Regions from separate parts of the Mus musculus genome. Here region 2 is linked to region 1. The links are chromatin contacts, called in public ChIA-PET maps. All regions are on one chromosome and are shown on one strand. Each heading gives the region's core, a stretch centred on a gene start, on an enhancer-like site or on the middle of the called end of the contact. The rest is flanking DNA. Distances are from core to core; before and after follow the strand shown.

Evidence for each region. ChIA-PET counts read pairs in DNA pulled down with a chosen protein or histone mark.
Region 2: an RNA polymerase II ChIA-PET map of memory CD8 T cells shows a contact between it and region 1, with 155 read pairs. The contact joins the enhancer-like site here to the promoter of Pgm2 in region 1. A contact is called at or near these places in 4 of 39 promoter capture datasets (the C10 cell line, the HPC-7 cell line, cranial neural crest and 1 more), 2 of 484 Hi-C or Micro-C datasets (bone marrow-derived macrophages and differentiating embryonic stem cells), 5 of 115 datasets of contacts at active chromatin or transcription factors (embryonic stem cells, large pre-B cells, memory CD8 T cells and 2 more) and 4 of 9 other capture datasets (adipose tissue, embryonic stem cells, liver and 1 more).

Annotation. Positions count from the first base shown.
Region 1 is chr5:64,091,546-64,094,483 of GRCm38.p6, forward strand. It overlaps Pgm2 (phosphoglucomutase 2), which reads left to right and starts at 1,394. Exons shown (of 14, transcript NM_025700.3): 1 at 1,394-1,543. The coding sequence starts at 1,439.
Region 2 is chr5:64,295,835-64,298,772 of GRCm38.p6, forward strand. The region is part of intron 14 of Tbc1d1 (TBC1 domain family, member 1); the gene reads left to right. Among named protein-coding and RNA genes, the nearest start is that of Gm38634, 40 kb to the left of the region's middle. Within about 2 kb of position 1,432, at least 169 of the 459 cell types and tissues checked have an H3K27ac peak or open chromatin away from gene starts, as enhancers often do. A contact at or near this core is called in adipose tissue, bone marrow-derived macrophages, liver and 2 more, where this site is marked.

The DNA.
Region 1 (2,938 bases), core at 144-2,643:
TCTTTCTTTGTGCTTTTCTTAGTCAGTGTCTGTCAGACCCAATGTCTGTCAGAGGTCTGAATTCTTTCACTCTATGGGATGGTTGTGAGCTACATCCATGAAGTTGTATACAGTTCTTCATTCTCACTGGGCTGTGTAACTCATGGCTTATCGATCATCATTTATGTATATGATTTAGAATGAATATACCACTACATATTTATCCATTCTATTGTTGGCAATCTGGATGTGTATGGTTGGAGCTTTTTGCGACTAAATCTGCTAGAAACCTTTTAAAAAGTTGTGTGTGTGTATGTGTGTGTGTGTGTGTGTATGTTTGTATTTTGCCTGCATACATGTCTATGCACCATGGATATATATGACAATGGAGGTCTGAAAAGGATGCAGGATCCCCTGGAACTGGAGTTTCAGACCATCCTGAGCAGCCATGCTAGTGCTGATAATCAAACTTAGGTGCTCTGGAAGAACAACCCGTGCTCTTAACTGCTTTGGATTTTTTTTGTTTAATTGTTTTTTCTTTCGTTTTAGGGTTGTTTGTTTGTTTGTTTGCTTGTTGAGACGAGATCTCACACTGGAACCCACGGTGAACTGGAACTCACTTTGTAGGCCAGGCCCTGAACTCACAACAGTCCCAACAGTCGGGACTGCAGGAGCGAGGAAGGCATCATGTGCGGCTCAGAACCATTCTTGCTTGTGCTTCCCCGTGCCCAGCCAGGTGTGCACATACATCACCCAGCTGACCTGGAATTCTCGTTTGTGTGTGGCGACCTCAGGCGGATGAGTCGACATTCTTTTTACATTTTCTAGTGTGAAAATCCAGTTGACCCGGTGCCTTGAAATTACAACTCGTCCTTCCGGTTGCTCTTCTGACATAAACTGTCTTTGCAAGTGTTATCTCATTTCTGGCTCGTTGGTCTATTTGATTTATTTCCCACTTGGCTCTTCTTTTTCAAGATTTGTTTCCCCCTCTGCTATTCTCTAATTTAATTTACATTTTGAGATAGGATCTCCCTATGTACCCCTAGTTAGTCTAGAGTTCACTATGTAGATCAGATTGGCCTCTAACTCACAGAGACCTGCCTGCCTCTGCCATGTGGCTACTGGCCTGCGCCAATGTGCTCTGCTTCCCAGCGCAGTCAGACTAGCATCTCAGGTGTGATGGGCACCAAATGCATACTTGATGTTTGCTGGAGGACCCTGGGTATGTAGGGCCTAGGAGACTAGAGTAAGGCGAGCCTCCAGCTCTCCTAACAACAAAGCACTCCCCAATTGCCTGGCCCTCCGGGAAGCACACCCACTAATGGCGAGTCTGGAACCGGGCGGGGCTGCTGCACGTCCTCTTCCCTCCGGCTCTCTGACTACGCCTCTTTCCCCGCCCTCTCCCCGCCCCTCCAGAAGGGTGACCCGGCCTCCTCCGCCCGGTTGTGACTGCTGCGGGATGGCGGCGGCGACACCGACAGAGACACCGGCTCCGGAAGGCAGTGGCTTGGGTATGGACGCGCGACTGGACCAGGAGACCGCGCAGTGGCTGCGTTGGGACCAGGTAAGGGCCGATCTCCGGCTCTTCGGTTCTCGGGCGCCGTGGCTTGTCCGGCAGGGAGCCGGGCCCAGCTTCCTTCTTTCCTTCCCTGCCTCGCCACACGGTGCCTGCTCGGCATAAGCTGTTGCGGGACTGGAGACAGCTGTGTGGCTCGCCCGGCTGCTAGACCCGGTAGAGGAGCGAGCTGGGGGGCGGGGAGTGGGGTGGAGAGTGAATGTAGCGGGCCTGGGACCCGGGGTAGTCCACGCACGAGAAGGTTTTTGAGGTTCTGTGATGGGCTGAGCATCTTCATCCATTCAGAATCCGCTCTGTCCCGCCTTTCCCGGGACCTGGACTTCTCCACAGTCCAGACCACCTTTTCTGATTTCATGGATACTACCGGGTCCCTGATGGGCCAGGCTGACAGGGAGTTTTCCAGAGAACATACACTCCACTGGGAAGGTGACAGGGAACGCTTTGGCCCCAGCTGCGCCTTTCCCCTGTAATGTCTTAGTCAGTCGGCCAGCTCCGGACATCACTTCCTTTGCCCTCTACAAGTTCTCTCTGACCTGTGCTTTCGCGTGTCCTGTTGCTTTCCCGCAATGTTCCTCTTGCCGGTGTTCTGCTGACTTTATTTCTCTTGTCGTTTTTCCTGTGTGAACTTAGCGGATCTTTCCTGTCTCCCAAGTGCAACTCAAACTCTCTCTCTAGACAGCCCAGGCCTTTGGTTCCCTGCTCTTCCTGGAATTGAAAGACAATCCCTTACAGGCTTGTTTGTTTAAAATTTGTCGGTATCCAGGGCTGACTTCAGGAGGTGAGACCCACGCAGATCCACTGAACCTGTACTCAGGGAAGGGCCCAAGCCGTATTTTAAAGCACTACTTTGAGATTCTCTATTGTTAAACACGGAGTCTTTCGTTCTAATTGTGCACTGGCCCCCCCTGAAAATTATGTAGCTGGTGCTGTGTGTCTCTGCTGCTTTCCGTGGTCTATAGTACCGTAGTACCGTAGTGCCGTACTGCATGTCTATAGTTGGTCCCTGAAACATTTGGTGACTGGATAGAGGCTGGAAGGCTCAGCAGAGGCCTTTGCTCGCTCACACCTAGAAAATGAATAGTCAGGCCATCCTGGAAACAGGATGGCAGTGCTAGCGCCTCATGGGAGGTTTTGTTTTGCTTTGTTGTGGATTTTTTTTTTCCTGGAAACATAAAGCATTCCAGGATGTTTAAGGGGAGGAAACTGTTTCCATTTCTGATCACTTAATAACTTGCATTGTGTAGCTGTCCTAACACCTCAGCTAAGAAGTCTTGTGTGTGTTATTGGGCTCTTGTACCACTTGACTAAGTGTCTGACAGAGACTGAAGGGGCGGGAAAGAACTGCTCTGCTCACACTCTGAGATGCTCTTATCCTTCATGGTA
Region 2 (2,938 bases), core at 182-2,681, 200 kb after region 1:
CATCTCCTGTGCTGTGTAGCTGTGCCTAAGGGCACTCAGGAAACAATGGAGGACTATAAGCCCATCTTCCTCAGTGGCTATTGAATTCTAAGATCAGCAGGTGACTCCAGCCAGCTCACTGTGGGTACAGCTCAGTGTGGGTACTGGGGACCAAAACTGTGTCCTCTGCAAGAACAGTACATGCTCTTAGCACCAAGCCATTTCTACAGACACTGATGGTAAGCAAGGTGGAAAGATTCTTTTTGTACTTGATTAAATCTTGTCATCAATACCCTAAGGCTATAGATTGTAAAAAGTTCTTCTTGATAGCCTGGAATTTTTTTTTCATGTTTAAACAAAACAAGAAAATTCTTATAGTGCCTCACTTTATATATGAGAAGACCGAGACCCATAGCCCCAGTGCTCACAGCAGTCTTCATTTGTCCTTTAATAGCTCCAGTGCTCACAGCAGTCTTCATTTGTCCTTTACTTAGAAGAGTCTGGGATCAGTGTTCTTTGGGGACCATTTACAGAGTAGCCTGTCAGATGCTTGGAGATGGGCTAGCATGGTCTAGCATGGGCTAGCGGGGCTGCCCTGCTTGTCTCCTCTCAGCTCCGTGCCTGGTCCCTATCTCAGCTCCTTGTTGTGTCAGATGTGTTATGGTCACTGTGGAGCTGTGAGGGGGCAGCATTGCACAGCTCCTCAGAGCTCAGGCCTCCCACACAAGGCAGAAGTGGGAGTCTTCAGAAAAGAACGGGGAACTTTCCACACACATCCACACGGAGATGCTGAGCTCTGGACTGCTGTGATGTCAAAGTGATGGGACCTTTGGGAGGCCGCGGGCTTACAGAAGTCTTCCTCATGCCGGGCCTCTTCCTCTCATGCCCTCCTCCCCTTCCCAGCTGTGGTGCTCCAGAGGGGAATCTGTAGGCTCTTTCCACTGCCCCGTTCCAGCCTGCAAGCCTTTGTTTTCAAAGCAAAGCAAAACTCTAGGCCTGGTGTGAGAGGGCACTCCCATAGTCTCTGGAGGCTGAGGCAGGAGGAGCAGAGAGTTCAAGGGCAGATTGTACCACATTGCAAGACTTGTTTAAAAGGAAAAAAACTAAAAAGTAAGATTCCATGCTGGTTACTAAGACCCGCTGTGATAATAATTTGCTTCTGGCCATTTGAGAGAAAGTGGGTGACCTTGGAGGTACTTGGGTGACCTTGGAGGTACTTGTGTGACCTTGGAGGTACTTGGGTGACCTTGGAGGTACTTGGTGACCTTGGAGGTACTTGCGTGACCTTGGAGGTACTCGCAGATCAGAGTAGTGCCCTGGCATTGGTTTGTGTGTAAAACACACACTTACACCTCGAAGCGGCTGAGATGCTCAGCTTTGGTTGTGAGTTTCCTCTTGTAAAAGTGAAACCCTTAAAGCCATTAGCACCCTCCCCTGTCCCCAGCCCACACTAACCTTTGTTCTACTTTCTATTTCTATGAATGTGGCTACTTTACATGGTTCCTGTGAAAGGCAGCCTTTGTCTTCTTGTTTCAAGTTTATTTAAGTAGTTTCCTCTTGCTAGCTCATAGCAGGTTTTCCCTTTCAAGGTCAAATTATACCTGCAGTGTTTTGTGTGCCACGTGTGGTTTTGCTTACTTATATTGACTGGCCTTTTTTAGTACCCATTTCTTAGCAGTTGTGACTAACTGTGAACCTTGGTGCAAATGCCAGAAGTGAGGCGCCTGACCAAATGACCCTTGTATTTTTAATGTGCCACACTCTTTTCACAGCATTGGTGCTTTCCCGGTGCCCTAGGGTTCCACACACACACACACACACACACACACACACACACACATCTTCTCTTGCTATTTTCTGGTTAATTTGCTAGTGGTCAGTCTAGTGAGGTGATTACCCCATTGTGGCTCCTCTGTGACCTGTGTGGCTAACACTGGTTTTGCGATGTCCTCCATAGATATGCAGGTATAGCATAGAGTAATGACAGCGTCTACCTGATAGGAGGGATGTGGACCAGTCAGTGGAAGCTGTAATCACATAGGATGCAGACAGCCTCTTCTCTTTGGGGATTTAGAAAACAAAAGTAGGCACCTCCCCTACAAATGGCAGCCACATTGTTCAGCTTTGTTTTCTGACACAAACTCTTGCAGTGTAGGCCAGACCAGCCTTGACCTCAGAAGTCCTCCTGAGTGCTTGGATTATAGGCTTTACTGCCACACCTATGTTCAGCTCACACTTAACATCACAGAGGCTGTCATTTTTGCAGAAGAGTCATATTGTCAAAAAGACATCTTCTGGTCCCTTAGACTATGTGTGGCCATTTGCTTGGTTGCCTCAGTCTGCCAGCTGCCTCAACAGTTGCGGATACCTAAGGACGATGCTGTCTCTTAAGCTGATATGTCCAGGATGTTTGCCTGGTCAGGAAAGCCTTAGTGCTGTGTTTTCCATGGAGAGAGGCCACAATTTCACATTTAACAAGCTGAACATTATAGGAGTCGGGCAAGGACTGGGTCCACTAGTTTAAACTTCTGTTTCATAGCATCCCTCTATGCTTAAACTTCCTCATCCCCTCTTCCGAGCAAGCACAAAAGTGTTTCCCAACTCACAGGCTTCCTTTCATGGATTCCAGCCTTAGATCACACCCAGATAAGCATTGTGTAATAGGTGGGCGGGACTAGAATTTCAGCGACATATACCCACAAGGCAGGTGGGCGGGGGAGGAGGGCAGCAGAGGTCCTGGCTACAGCTGTGAGCCACTCAGGCCTGCGGTCCAGCAGCGACTTAGATAAAGGTCCCTGTGGAATTCCGGTTGTTCCCTAGCCATGGCTTTTCTGACTCTTCCCTTGCTCACACATTTCTTCCCTGTACTCCTCCTGGGACTTTCTCCCTGAGAGTCTTCTCACACCGCCTGCTTCCTTTCCTACGTTCTCCCGTGCCCCAGCACTTATGAATGTCTGCC